Regions from separate parts of the Macaca mulatta genome. Here regions 1 and 2 are each linked to region 3. The links are chromatin contacts, called in public Hi-C and Micro-C maps. All regions are on one chromosome and are shown on one strand. The core of a region is the stretch at or near the end of the contact, and the rest is flanking DNA. Distances in the headings are between cores, read along the strand shown.

Region 1 (4,221 bases), core at 800-3,299, 330 kb before region 3:
CAATAGCTCTCCCAATCCACTCTCTCTGAGTGGACCAGCCTGCATTGAGGAATATATATTTTTGTCAGATATTAACAAATAACAAAGTGTTCACAGGTGAGTCAGAAAGGATACTGATGGCAATGCTAAAATGAGTCATGGAGAAGATTATAAAATAACTGAATAAAGCATGGTGGACACATCGTAGGCTTGAAGGAAAGTGATACGTGTTGGTCTACAGGGCAGACAAAAGTGGGGGAATTGAGAATGAAGGCAGATGTCTTCTCCAAAGGAAAAATTTTACCAATAGTCCCACAAATGAGACCAAAGGTCACGAGAGATTGGAAGGCAGTGTGCAAGCAAGAAAGTAGCAGCCTCTGGCAAGCCGGTAGGAGGGTCCGGCTCAGGGAAAAGGGTGAAGCAAATGAACAAAATGCATGTTCTGATTTGAAAATTGCATGAACCTGATTTTACTAAGAGAAGAGCTTATTTTAGCAAATCACAAGAAAGCAGCCTCGTCCATACTATTTTAGAAAAGATCAAACCACTTCTTGTCTTCTTTGTTCATAAGTATTTCCTTCACCCGTCTGCCCCAGCCCATATATTTCCAGGTATTGGAATGATGTGTTTTGCGGTTTGGTCACTGTGGTTCCACGGCACGTCTCTCACATAAAGTTTGGCTGACAAAGGGATTGTTCACAGGTGCCCCAAACATGAGCCTGTTTCCCTACAGTGCATCCTGCAGGGTGTCACAGGAGAAATGTGGGAAATCTAGGGGAGCATGGGGTAGTTTTCCGAAGTTGAAAGTCACAAGAAAAGGTCCACTCAGGGGTCTTGTTTGGAACATGAGGTTCCTGGGGTGGGAAAATATCCTACACTTGCCCTGGGGAGCCCTAAGAATCCATCCTCAGCTCCCAGGCTTGTCTGAGACATAGTGCGTGTCTGGCTGGTCTGGGACAGGAGAAATTAGGAGGGTAAATTTGAGAAGAATGCCCCAGCATGCTAGGGGAGATGGGGAAAGCCTGTTACCCTCTGGGAGCTTCAGTTTCCCCATCTGTCCCACTGGGAGAGGATCAGTTCAGCCTTACTCCCTGAGAGTTTCATGGAGATCGACTTGGCTAAGTAATGGGCAATGGGGCAGCAAAGCCCGCTGCCTGGGACTGGGCTGTGAGTGGAGGCGCAGATTCTTTAGGCTGTGCTCCACCAGCTGCGCACCTGCTGATGCCCACAACACTCACCACCATTGCCCCGTTTTACTGACCAGGGAACCCAGAAGTGAGGGGATCTGTGCAAGGTCACGTCAGAAATGAACAGCTGTGACCAAACTGTGATCCTTCTGATTCCCCAAGTCTCTGTGAGCATAAACCCAGTTCTCCTTACCAGAAACGGCTGTTGTGCCCTGTCCTCCAGGGTGGCGGTCATGTAGGCTCTGGCCGGCTGGTCCTCTCTCAGGAAGGTGAAGTGACAGCAGAGAGAGCCCTGCTCTGTGGTCTGTGTGTGGGGAGGCTATTCGCAGGGCTGAGGGAGGCTGAGCAGATGCAGTTAAGGAGGAGCCACGTGCAGGGGCTGAAAGCTCCATGACTCAGCTGCAAAAAAAGAAGAGTAGAGATTATGGAGTGTGCCCCCCACACCCATGTGGACTAGGACACCCTGGTATTGGCTGGAAACTGATTGGGAACAAGCCCCTGAAAACCAGCCGAATGTGCTGCCTCCTTAATGGGCCACTTCCTGTCATGAGCCTGCCCTGGGACAGTGTGCCCCGTGCTATTTCCTTTTTATTTTTGACTGTTTCAAGCAAGCAGTGTTTGGAAGAAGGAGATATGAAGGGAATTATAGACTCTCCCACTTCCAAGTTCAGAAAAGGCCCCTGGTGACTGGAAAGTCCTGGGCAGCAGCTGCTGCCCTCAGCACCCATCACTGGGGCACCTGCTCCTCCCAGCACTCTTGGGCCCCTTCTCACAGGCTCTGCTTCTGGAAAGCTTCTGCTAACCAGGATCAGAAAGGCACTCTGGTCCACAGAGGACCAGAACAAGCCCTCACAGGGTTTGACTCTTGGCTTGTGAGTTACCCTGGCAAGCTGTCTTCCACGTGATGGAGCCCTCCCTGTGGGGACATTGTGGAGTCCACGTGTCAGTTTATCTGGTAAGGGTTGAAAGCAGGGTGATAGAACCTCTATTTTTTAACTGATTGGGAAAGCAGTGGACATAAAGCTGATTGCCATTTAAGATTAGAGCAGTGGACATAAAGCAATTATGAGATGGAGAACACAATGGGACGTAGGCAGAGGGCCATCAGGGCCAAGAGAATCCCCACATCCCTCGTTGTTGACATTTGAAGTGGAGCTTACAGTCATATCATAACAATTGTCTAAGACTTGATGGGTAAAACAATTTTAAACAATCCCCTGCCAGCCTAGAAAACCTCTCCACAGAGGCAGAAGAGAAAGAAAACAATTTTATTGAACGTGCATTGAACCAGAATGTGATCTGGATCCCAGACAATCCAGGAAGAGATTGCAAAGACGGAGAGGGATGTCACCTGGTCATATAGCCAGGCAGGTGCCACCCATTACACACGTGTTCTCAAGCTAAACCGTAGCTAGTACTCAAGTAAGAGGACTTGACAGTACCCTTTGTCATACATAGTTCATCCTAAACTCACTCAGTAATCATCTGTGTTAGCTAATTGTCTTTTTCCAGAGGAAAAGGAAACTTCTCACATCCTCTATGGCAAGAGGAAGATTTGCAACTCAGGAAGGTGCTGGCAGATGTCAGGCTCCTACCGAAGTTAAGTTAGGCTCCTAAATTAGGCCCCTGCTTTCCCACGGAGACTGGGAGGTGGGGACGCTACCTTCCCTGATGTTTGCGTTTCAAAGGGATGGCTTCCAGGTGCTCTAAAGACAGTCCTGGGCTGTCAAACAGCTTTTAAAAAGATTGCATTACAAAGGGTGGAGAAAGAATTCACACTTACAAGCTTTCTAAATAAAATACTCTAAGAAGGGAGGGGTAATTCTTTTCCACTTTGTTTTTTTCCCCAGAAAAGAGAATTAACATTTTTTCCTTATATTTGACTTTTATTGGTCCTTACACTTTTAAATTCTTCAAGGACTTTCAAGCTAGTCAGCACTCATAATTTGTGTGAATTGAGCAGAGCAGGGCAGGAAGTGGGCTGTAATCTGACCAGGATTTCACCCTTATTAGATAGGGACCAGGTACTCCCCCAGCAACTGCCTGGAATCCCTAAAAAATTTGATGGACAGAGTTCACATCAAAATCTTATAGACACTGAGGGGCACGGATGCTAACCATTCTTATCAATGTAGCAAATTCACTTCATTCTAGTGACATCTTCAAACTCCCTCTCTTCTTTCCTTGTGGTTTGGACTATTCGCAAACATTATATTTATCCACTTAACTGGGTGCTCTGGCACCCCGGCTAAGGACTGATTTTCTGCTTTGAGTTCTGGTCTCTAAGTCTTATCTTTTTTTTCTCTAGTAGTTCCCAGGCTCCTCTTATGGCTCAAAGAGACCTCAGAGAGTCAGTGATGAAATGTGTTAACTGGTCTCTATCAGTTTTCTGGATGAGATCGTGGGCTTTATAGAGGCCAGGGACTGTCTTCAGGTCAGGATCTTGCTAGAACTTAGCCCTAAAAAGTGCTCAAAAATACTTACCGAATAAATGAGTAAAACATATGACTTAAATGCTCTAACTCTTCCCTCATGTCCCCCTTTGTAGTTACATTTAGTGCTAGCAGAATAATCTTAGGTAGCTACTTTTAGAAAGCAGGACTGTAGAAATTCATATATATCCAGATATGAAAGTATTTCCAAAACTAGACTCTTTGTGCCTTTTCCCACACCCTCTCTATTCCTCTGTTCAGATTTGCAAAACAAACAAACAAACAAACAAACAAACAAACCCCCAGGAAACCTGGGACACCTAGGAAGTGTCCATTTTCCTTATCCTTCTGTTCAACACCAAATTCAATGCCTTTTCAGCCTGGACAGAGACAGTTATCTACCAAACCTGACATAGTACAAAACGTGATGAATCATTGCTGAAAGCAGGTCTCTATCCATCCCCAGCCACCTCTGCTATCCCTGTTCTCGCTCTGCGATGCTCCCTGGTGCACAGAACTGGGCACGCTGAGTTGCAACTCATGCGCTCTAGTTATGTGATGAAGTTTCTGGAGTTCTGAGCGCAGTAGCCATCTCAGGGTAGATACCTGTAGGCTGCCCTGAG
Region 2 (4,253 bases), core at 377-2,876, 350 kb before region 3:
TTTTTTAATCTCCCCCTTTTTTAAATTAATAGGTTTTATTTTAAAAAGCAGTTTTAGGTTTACAGAAAAATGGGAATGATAAATACTGGCAGTTCCCCTATACTCCTCACCGTCTGCCCCAACAATTTCCCCTATTAGTAACATCTTGCCTTAGTGTGGTACATTTGTTGTAACTGATGAGCCAATATTGATAAATTATTATTAATTAAAGTTCATAGTTTACATTAAAATTCAGCCTTGGTGTTGTATATTCTATGGGCTTTGATGAATGTGTAGTGACATGTATCTACCATTACAGTATCATACAGAATAGTTTCACTACCCCAAAAATTCCCTATATTCCACCTATCCATCTCTCCCTCCATCCCCTGGAACTGCCAGCAACCACTGATTGGTTTACGGTCTCTGTCATTTTGTCTTTTACAGAATGCCATTTAGCTGGAATCATACAGTATATAGCCTTTTCAGATTAACTTAGTTCACTTAGCAATATGCATTTAAGTTTTCTTTATGCTTTCTCATGACTTGTTAGCTCAGTTACTTTTTGATTGAATAAGATTCCATGGTCTAGATGTGCCACACTTTATCCATACGCCTATTGAAAGACCATCTTGGTTGTTTCTAAGTTTTGACAATTATGAATAAAGCTGCTATAAACCTTAGTGGGCAGATTTTTGTGTGGACATAAGTAATATATTTTTAAATAATGGGATGAGAAAGGAGAGCTTTCTAAGAATGACAGTGCCATAAAAAAACATTTGTTCAAATTTCCAGACAGCAAAAAAGTCACATTACAAACTTAAGAGACAAACAGCAGGGGGTGGTATTTGCAAAATATGTGACCATAGTTGACAGTTCTATTTTTCAGTACACTGTGAACTTAAAGGAGATAAGATTCTCAAACTCTTTGACTATTTTATTTTATTATATTTTATTTTATTACCTGCATGTCTGTGGTAGGAGAGAGACATATCAGTGATTCTCTTTAGATTTGTCCAAAACGTCTTATAGGAATTTAGACCTGTTAGGAATTACCAGATTTCTATTTACATCTCACTGTTAGGAAAACACATTTCGAAATGAAACCACCATAATTCTACAGACTTTTAGAGAGGAAAAGTTATAACTATTATTATATGAAAAGTTAACATTACAATATTAATATGAGAGAATATTTTGGAAGTCAAATGCAGCTTTCATTGCAAAGTGCGAATTGTATATGTTATCTGCGTTAGAACCACCCTCCTCTCCAAACTAAATCAAAGAATCAAGAGTTACCCGCATCTCACTCTCTCACTTATAATTTCTTTAAAAACTGAATCCATCTAAATGCAAATGTGCAAGTAATTGATCCAGCTCTGCTTCATTCACCTGAGAAAGTTCCCGGAGAGGAGCTCCATGCCCTCCCGCTCCCACCACCACAACACAGAAGCTCCCAGCATGACCAGGGCCATTCTCTTCCCTTCTCCCAAGCCCCTTGTTAAGTGCTTGTCACTTTGGCTAAATCACATCATGAATGGGGTTAGATGTCTTCCTGGTCCCTGTGGAAATGAAATCCTCCTGGGTGGGGAAATCTCCTAAGCCTGGCCCCCCGCCTCAGGTCAGAGCACAGGTAACATGAGGGCAGGGCATTTGGCAGAAGTAAGAGGGAGCCATAGAATGTTTCAAGCAAGATGCCTGCTCCTTGTGCAGTGGAACACCGAGAGTGCCCTTGGGTTCAGTCCTCACTGCCATCTAGAATTCAATATAGGAAACTCTCTTGGCCAGGCTCACACCTATAACTCCAGCACTTTGGGAGGCTGAAGCAGGTGTATCACTTGAGCTCAGGAGTTCAAGACTAGCTTGGGCAACATAGGGAGACCCCATTTCTTAAAAAAATAAACAAAAATAAGAAATTGTCTTTATGGTGCACTGCAGATGGTGGCTGGGAGATGTGTATATGTTCAGCCTGGGCCAGTAACAGGCAGCTGTTGGCCAGCCCTGGGATGCAGCCGTACTCAGATGTTTAGTGGCTTTTCTGGGTATCAGTGCTCCTGCTAATTCTGGTAAAAAGATTGTTTTGCATAAAAGATCACAGAGGTGTGGTGGGAAAAGGAAGTAGAGCTGTTTTACAAACAGCTTCTTACCCTGGCTGTCTCTCAGCGCTTTGAGTCACCCACTGAGGGCGGCTTTGTACGGAAACCCACACACATTGTTATTTTCCTGTTCTCAGGAACATGGTCCCTTTCTCTCTAGCAGACCAAATTTGTGGCCAGGTTTATCATGTCTCATTGCTCTTGTGTTTTTATAAAGGGCCGGTAAGCCAATGAGAGAGACTGCCTAGGAGAGGGAGGGTTGCTCCGAGGCCATCTGTAGACCTTGTAAGAAATTCCAGGACCTGGAAGATAACAAGGTTTCTTTTGTTTTCTTTCATTTTCTCTTCTCTCCCCCACTTCCACCCTCAGTTCTACTAGTAACAGTCTGTGCCAGCCTGGACAAGACACTTGATCTTTCTAAACCTCAGTTTCTTTATTCCTGATTTAGGAGAAAAAATCATATACCCTAAAGTCCCAGATATGTGCCAACTGAAAATATGACTGATACTATATTTTTAAGAACCTAAAATCTGGAATAGAATGAGCTCAGATGGTACCCCTATGGTGATACGAATGAGCTTATTTCTTGTGTTTGTGCAAGAGCATTTTCATATATGCACGCAGTGGCTGCTGCACCCCCTATGTGGGTACACATATGGCTTCCCCACAAATTGCAGGACAAGGAAAGATCACCTGAACATCCTTCCCCCACCCTGGTCTTCCCCAGTAGTTATAGGATAGTCTTTGAAGAACAGGCTGAAAATTCACCTTTTGATTTTAATCTTATTTTATTCCCATTGCCTTTTGTTGTTGATTATACCACTCAGCTTGATGGAAGTAGTTTCCATTTTAAAGACTGGAGAAAGATTTCAGGAATAAGACTCAAGATGAACTGCAGATTTTTAAATATATATATATATATAACTGTGTGTATATATATACAGTTACATTTATGCATACATTTTTCAAAGCAGTTTCAGGTTTACAGAACAATGGGAATGAAAAATACTGAGAGTTCCCCTATACTCCTCACCGTTTGCCCCAATAATTTCCCCTATTACTAACATCCTGCCTTAATGAGGTATTTTATATATATATATATATGAAGAATTAGTTAAAACCCCGCTGTTAGCAAGAATGAAGTCATAGATGGCAAGGGCCATCTAGGCATTACTAGGCAGTTACCCTGACTCATAACCCTCTAACTGGCAGATCCTCACAGCTGCACATTATGTTTCTCTAATCAGCATGCCATTTATCTTTTGGAAACTCCAGTGAGGGAAATAGAAAGAATGTTATTGCTACTTTTGGCAAATGAGAGTAAGATAATCTGTCCAAGGTCAACCACTAGTTTCAGAGCATTTCACAGTTTTTCCAGTGGGGATCTCCACCTTCCCCTTCTCCACCACGCCCCTTACAGTGGAGGGAACCATTCTTTACTCTCATTAGCTCAGAGATGATGCTCTTTCCCAGTTTGAGGCAGGAGCTGTTTCCTTCCTTCCTTCCTTCCTTCCTTCCTTCCTTCCTTCCTTCCTTCCTTCCTTCCTTCCTTCCTTCCTTCCTTCCTTCCTCCCTTCCTCCCTTCCTCCCTTCCTTCCTTCTTCCTTTCTTCCTTCCTTTCTTTTTCTTTCTTTCTTTTTGAGACAGGGTCTCGCTCTGTCACCCAGGCTGGAGTGCAGTGGCGTGAGCTCGGCTCACTGCAAGCTCCAGCTCCTGGGTTCACGCTGGGACTACAGGCGCCCGCCACAACGCCCAGCTAATTTTTTTTTTTTTTTGTATTTTTAGTAGAGACGGAGTTTCACCGTATTAGCCAAGATGGTCTCAGTCTCCTGACCTCAAGCGATCAGCCCGCCTCGGCCTCCCAGAGCATTTTTGTTTTTATTAAAAGAATAAAAGGTCTTATCCAAAATCAAGTATCATAACCATTAAGCACAGATGTATCTTTCTAACATTCCCTAAATTCTCAATGTTAATCACGTGATAGGGAAAAATGACCAAAATGCTCAATTTCTGCAATAATGTCACCTATATGACTCACTGCAACCTCGGCCTCCTGGGCTCAAGTGATCCTCCTATGTCAGCCTCCTGAGTAGCTGAGACTATAGGCCTGCACCACTGTGCCAGGTTAATTTTTGTTTTGTTTTATGCTTTGGTAGAGATGGGATTTTGCCATGTGGC
Region 3 (4,634 bases), core at 2,043-4,542:
AGAGTCATGACTCCTCTGTGCCGCAGCTGCACCCCCGCCCCGTACCCAGCACCCACTACTGCCACCCTTCACATCTGCATTTACTTGCTTAATGCTTTTTAGTCTCCCACCACTAGAGGTGAGTTCCGTGAGAATAAGGACTTGCTCTGTTTTTCTCACCACCATATCTACAACATAGAGAAAGTATCTGATAAATACTTGTTTCTGGGTTGATGGTTATTGACTTGAAAAACAAGCAAAATGCAGCAGATACGCCAAAGACAGTGAAGAGTGGGAAAGTCCTTTAGCCCTTTTTCTGTGCAGTGATTTGGTGGTTCATACCTTTTCAAAAAATGGGGTCTGTGGCACTCAGGGAAGAGGCCGCACTGCAGGGAATGACCCAGGGAGGTAGTAAAGGCAGTGGCACAGCTCACTTTCAAAAAGGGCGAGGCGAAGCCCATGAGGGCCTTGACAGAGGCCTCTCTCTGGAATCATCTGGATGGCTGCACGGCACAAGGCAGAGCCCACCACAGCCTCAAACACCTCAGAACCGCAGAACCATCCACCAGGGGAAAAATACTTCTGGTGGGTTCAAACCTAATCAGCACCAGGGTCTTCTAAGATCATCTTTCACCCAGATACACCCTATGGAGAGAAGCTTTCACGCTAATGCCCTATCTCTATCTCCTGTCTGTCCTCAATTTTCTAAATAACATTGATTCTATCTGATATTATTTATTATTTTATAATTATTTATTAATTTTATTTTTAAATTTCTAAATTTTCTCTGTACTACCCCTGGTACAAAGCTCCATAATGGCATATGCCAAAACTCCAAACATGCCTGTTTTGTTCTGTGTCCCCAGGCCCTAACATTGTGCCTGGCATGTAGTATATGCTCAATACGTGGTGTTAAATGAATGGTCGATCACAGGAGAGACAGAAATATGAAGAAAAGAAGAAAAACGGTTTTTAGAACTGAGAGGAAGGCCGAGCACAGTGGCTCACTCCTGTAATCCCAACACTTTCGGAGGCCAAGGCGGGCAGATCCCTTGAGATCAGGAATTTGAGACCAGCCTAGTCAACATGATGAAACCCCATATTTATTAAAAGTACAAAAATTAGCCGGGCATGGTGGTGGGTGCCTGTAGTTCCAGCTACTTGGGAGGCTGAAGCAGGAGAATTGCTTGAAATCTGGAAGGCAGAGGTTGCAGTGAGCTGAGATCACACCACTGCACTCCACCCTGGGCGACAGAGCGAGACTCCGTCTCAAAGCAAAAAAAAAAAAAAAGAACTGAGAAGCAGACAAAAGAGATGTCACTTTGAATAGTAAAAGGGAAGTGACTTAAATTGTGTGTGTGTGTATATATATATATATGCAAGTGAAGTGAGATGTCTCTGCAAATTAATGTAAGAAAAAAAGACACTAGTGAGTAAACAGCAAGCTGAAGGAAGCAGAGGCCTCCCACAGGCCTGAAGAAGAAAGAAATTTCTTTCCCAATTAGGCGGCACAGCCTTGCATGGTTCCCCAGCAGAGTATGACCAAACCGATGAATCTTTGCTGGACTCCTGCCTGCAGCTCCACATGATGTCAAGACCTGCACACACACGCACACACACATGCACGCACACATGCACACTCCTACCACACATACAGCTTCCCAGCTGGTAGCCCTTCAGCCCAGCATGTAGAAAGTGCACTTAAGGACAAAAAGGAACCCAAACTCACCCTCCCTCACGCTCTGCCAGCCCACGTTTCCCTCTGCTCAATCTCCCAGGCCACTCTGGAGGCCCCAGCAGAGCAACTGAGAGAAAAAGAGAGCGTTCTTCCTGTAATTCACTGAAGACTGTAAAGGCAGCCTCCGCCTCCTTCTCAGGAAACAGCCCAAGGCAAATGTGGACTCAGGCATCTGAGCACAGCGTCCAGCCATGCGAGGATTCATCCCACATCTAGTCACAGTTCCCACTTATAGAGCAGGGTGGTCAGAGATGGCTCCAGAGCCCAGCGTGGGGGAGACCTTAGGCCCAGCCCAGCAGGGCAACCATCAAGAGGAAGGGAAGGGGTTAACTGCTGAGGGCCAGGTTGGCTGAAATGTAGATGAAATGAGAAATACTGTTTTTGGTAAGGTATTGACCCCTCCAATGCCCAGTTCACAGAATCCTAACTGTGCAAGGGGCAGGAAATACCAGAAAAGCAGACATGGAAAAATCAGCATCCCCCCACCCCCTGCTTTAGGAGCGCCGCTGGCTTCCTCCTGGGGGCTGCTCTGCGGCACCATCTAGCTTCATGGGACTTCTGACAGGCTCCTTCCGCCTGCTTCTTCCTCCCTTCTGCCAGCCTCAGCCCTCCTCCTCTTCAGGGCTCACGCCCACTCCCCCACGCAACTTCTGTCAGGACAGCCACTCTCACCGATGTCTGGGAATGTGCCTCTGTCCCCATCCTGCGGAATCTGCTCCCCACCAGGCTGGGGAGACACGCTTTGGACCAGGAGGAAAGCTTTCCAGGGTCCCTGCGATCCAACCCCACAAGCAGCCTCTTCTCCCATGGCTGAACAGGCGACCTTCCCGGTGCCAAGCCCATCCTCCCCCACAGCTATGCACCAGCACACACATCTACACACGTGTGCACACGTCACACATGCACTGCAGTCCTGTCCCATGGCGTCCCAGTCTCCAGGCTCTGCAATCCACCTGGCTCCATCCCTCCATCTCTCACCTGGGTGGAAGCAGCTGCTGGTCCCCCAGGGCACAGGATGTGAGGAGGGCGAGGAGGGTGAGGGGAGAACACCGGAGAGCAACCCTCTTCCCAGGCCTGGTCCTCCTGGCAGGAGGGTTTCGGGTGTTTCTGCAAAGGAAGAGATTTCTAGAAACAGCCTTCACAATCACAGAGGCATGCAGTTGGAGAGGAAGTTCCGTGTGCAGGCCACAGGCTCAGCACGTCAAGAGCCATCAGGGCTCAGGGAGGAGCCAGCATTGGGGACACACGTGCCTTCCCTGGGTGCTGAGTGCCTTGTGGAGTCACAACACAGCAGAAACTGAGGAGCCTGGCCTCTCCCGCAGCTGTAGACTGAGAGGAGGGAGGAGAAATGACAGCAGAGACTTGGCCAGGGGCTGGGGCACCGGGGCGGGTGCCAGGCTGAGCTTCAGAAGGGCTGCAAGAACAGGGGCTTGGATAGGGCAGGAGAAGGACGTCAAGCCGGTTCCTGTTCCTGAGAGGACAGAGATTGGGGCTCCGCTACAGGCTCCGAGCAAAGCCAGCTCCTGGCCTCTGTGTGCTCTGAAGTGGCCTTTAGGACTTCCTCTAACAAGTCCTTCCTCGCTTCCCTTGCCTTCCCTAAAACCCACAACCCAGGGAACTCCGAGCCTGACAGACCAGCGCTGCTTCTCAGGGAATGAATGCTTTTCCCCAGCTTGCAAAACATGTGAAATGCCATGCTTCGATGCTTTCAAATATTTCACAAAATGAAACCCCTTTTGTGAAAGAACATAGTGTCCCAAATCCCTGGTCTCTACTTCATAAGGAAGTCAAACACGGAGGAAGACTTCTTTAAAAACCTTTACTGGGGTAAAAATGATGTAACATTAAATGTACCATCTTAACCACGGTAGAAAGTACATTCACATTGTTGTGTGCCAGGTCTGCAGGACTTTTCATCCTGCAGCACCCAGATTCTCCCCATTACACCCCAACTCCCCTCCCCAAACCCCAGCCCGGGTAACCACCGTTCTACTTTCCATTTCTATGATTTTTTTTTTTTTTTTTTTTTTTTTTGAGACAGAGTCTTGCTCTGTTCCCCAGGCTGGAGTGCAATGGTGAGATCTCGGCTCACTACAACCTCCACCTCCCAAGTTCAAGCTATTCTCCTGCCTCAGCCTCCCGAGTAGCTGGGATTAGGCATCCGCCACCACACATGGCTAATATTTGTATTTTTAGTAGAAATGGGGTTTGCCATGTTGGCCAGGCTGGTCTTGAACTCCTAACCTCAAGTGATCCACCTGCCTCGGCCTTCCAAAGTGCTGGGATTACAGGTGTGAGCCACCACGCCTGGCCTGTTTCTATGATTTTTGGCAACGTCAGATACTCATGTGAGTGGAGTCCCACAATGTCTGCCCTTCTGAGACTGAGCAGAATGCCCTCGAGGTTCGTCCAAGTGAGTGCGGAACCGTCTGCACTCTGCACGCCGGGCTGTCTTCACGGAATGCAGAGGCTGGGGCCTCGAGGGACTGGAGCTCACTGCAGTTTTCCAAATGTCTGAGGTGGTGCTGAGCTTTCCAAAGGGACCCCACAGAAGGAGGAGCAGTGGGGGTAGCTGAAGTAGAGGGGCATGCTTCAGATATGAAGTCTCTATAGTAGTCAAAACCACAGGCTTTGGGGTGCTGCTGTCAGCCTATCACATCCCAAGGGATCCACCCTCTCCGTGGACTGGTCTTCATGCGCCAGCCTTGAGGGCTGCTCTACCTTGTTATGAACCTGAAGGAAACCCTGGTTATGCTGGGATGGCCCAAGAAGAGGTTTGGGGACACACAGGACACATCTTGATGGGGAAAACTGACAAAGCCCCTCCTCCCATGTCCCACTCCACCTGCCTCCTCATTAAAAGAGGATCTATTTTGGAAGAACCCCCACCCTTCCTTTGCAGTAGGTCAATGCACAT

Evidence for each region. Hi-C and Micro-C count contacts between places; a contact is called where the count stands out from the background.
Region 1: a Hi-C map of liver shows a contact between it and region 3, with 4 times the contacts expected there. The contact joins the promoter of GIMAP5 here to the promoter of GIMAP8 in region 3. A contact is called at or near these places in 2 of 14 Hi-C or Micro-C datasets (CD4 T cells and liver).
Region 2: a contact with region 3 is called in a Micro-C map of CD4 T cells, with 17 times the contacts expected there. The contact joins the enhancer-like site here to the promoter of GIMAP8 in region 3. A contact is called at or near these places in 2 of 14 Hi-C or Micro-C datasets (CD4 T cells and blood).

Annotation. Positions count from the first base shown.
Region 1 is chr3:190,162,022-190,166,242 of T2T-MMU8v2.0, reverse strand. It overlaps GIMAP5 (GTPase, IMAP family member 5), which reads right to left and starts at 2,049. Exons shown (of 4, transcript XM_077997714.1): 1 at 1,940-2,049; 2 at 1,360-1,565. The coding sequence starts at 1,401.
Region 2 is chr3:190,189,119-190,193,371 of T2T-MMU8v2.0, reverse strand. No RefSeq gene overlaps it. Among named protein-coding and RNA genes, the nearest start is that of GIMAP5, 27 kb to the right of the region's middle. Within about 2 kb of position 1,626, at least 7 of the 40 cell types and tissues checked have an H3K27ac peak or open chromatin away from gene starts, as enhancers often do. A contact at or near this core is called in CD4 T cells and blood, where this site is marked.
Region 3 is chr3:189,837,773-189,842,406 of T2T-MMU8v2.0, reverse strand. GIMAP8 (GTPase, IMAP family member 8) reads right to left here and starts at 3,292. Exons shown (of 5, transcript XM_001098321.5): 1 at 2,696-3,292.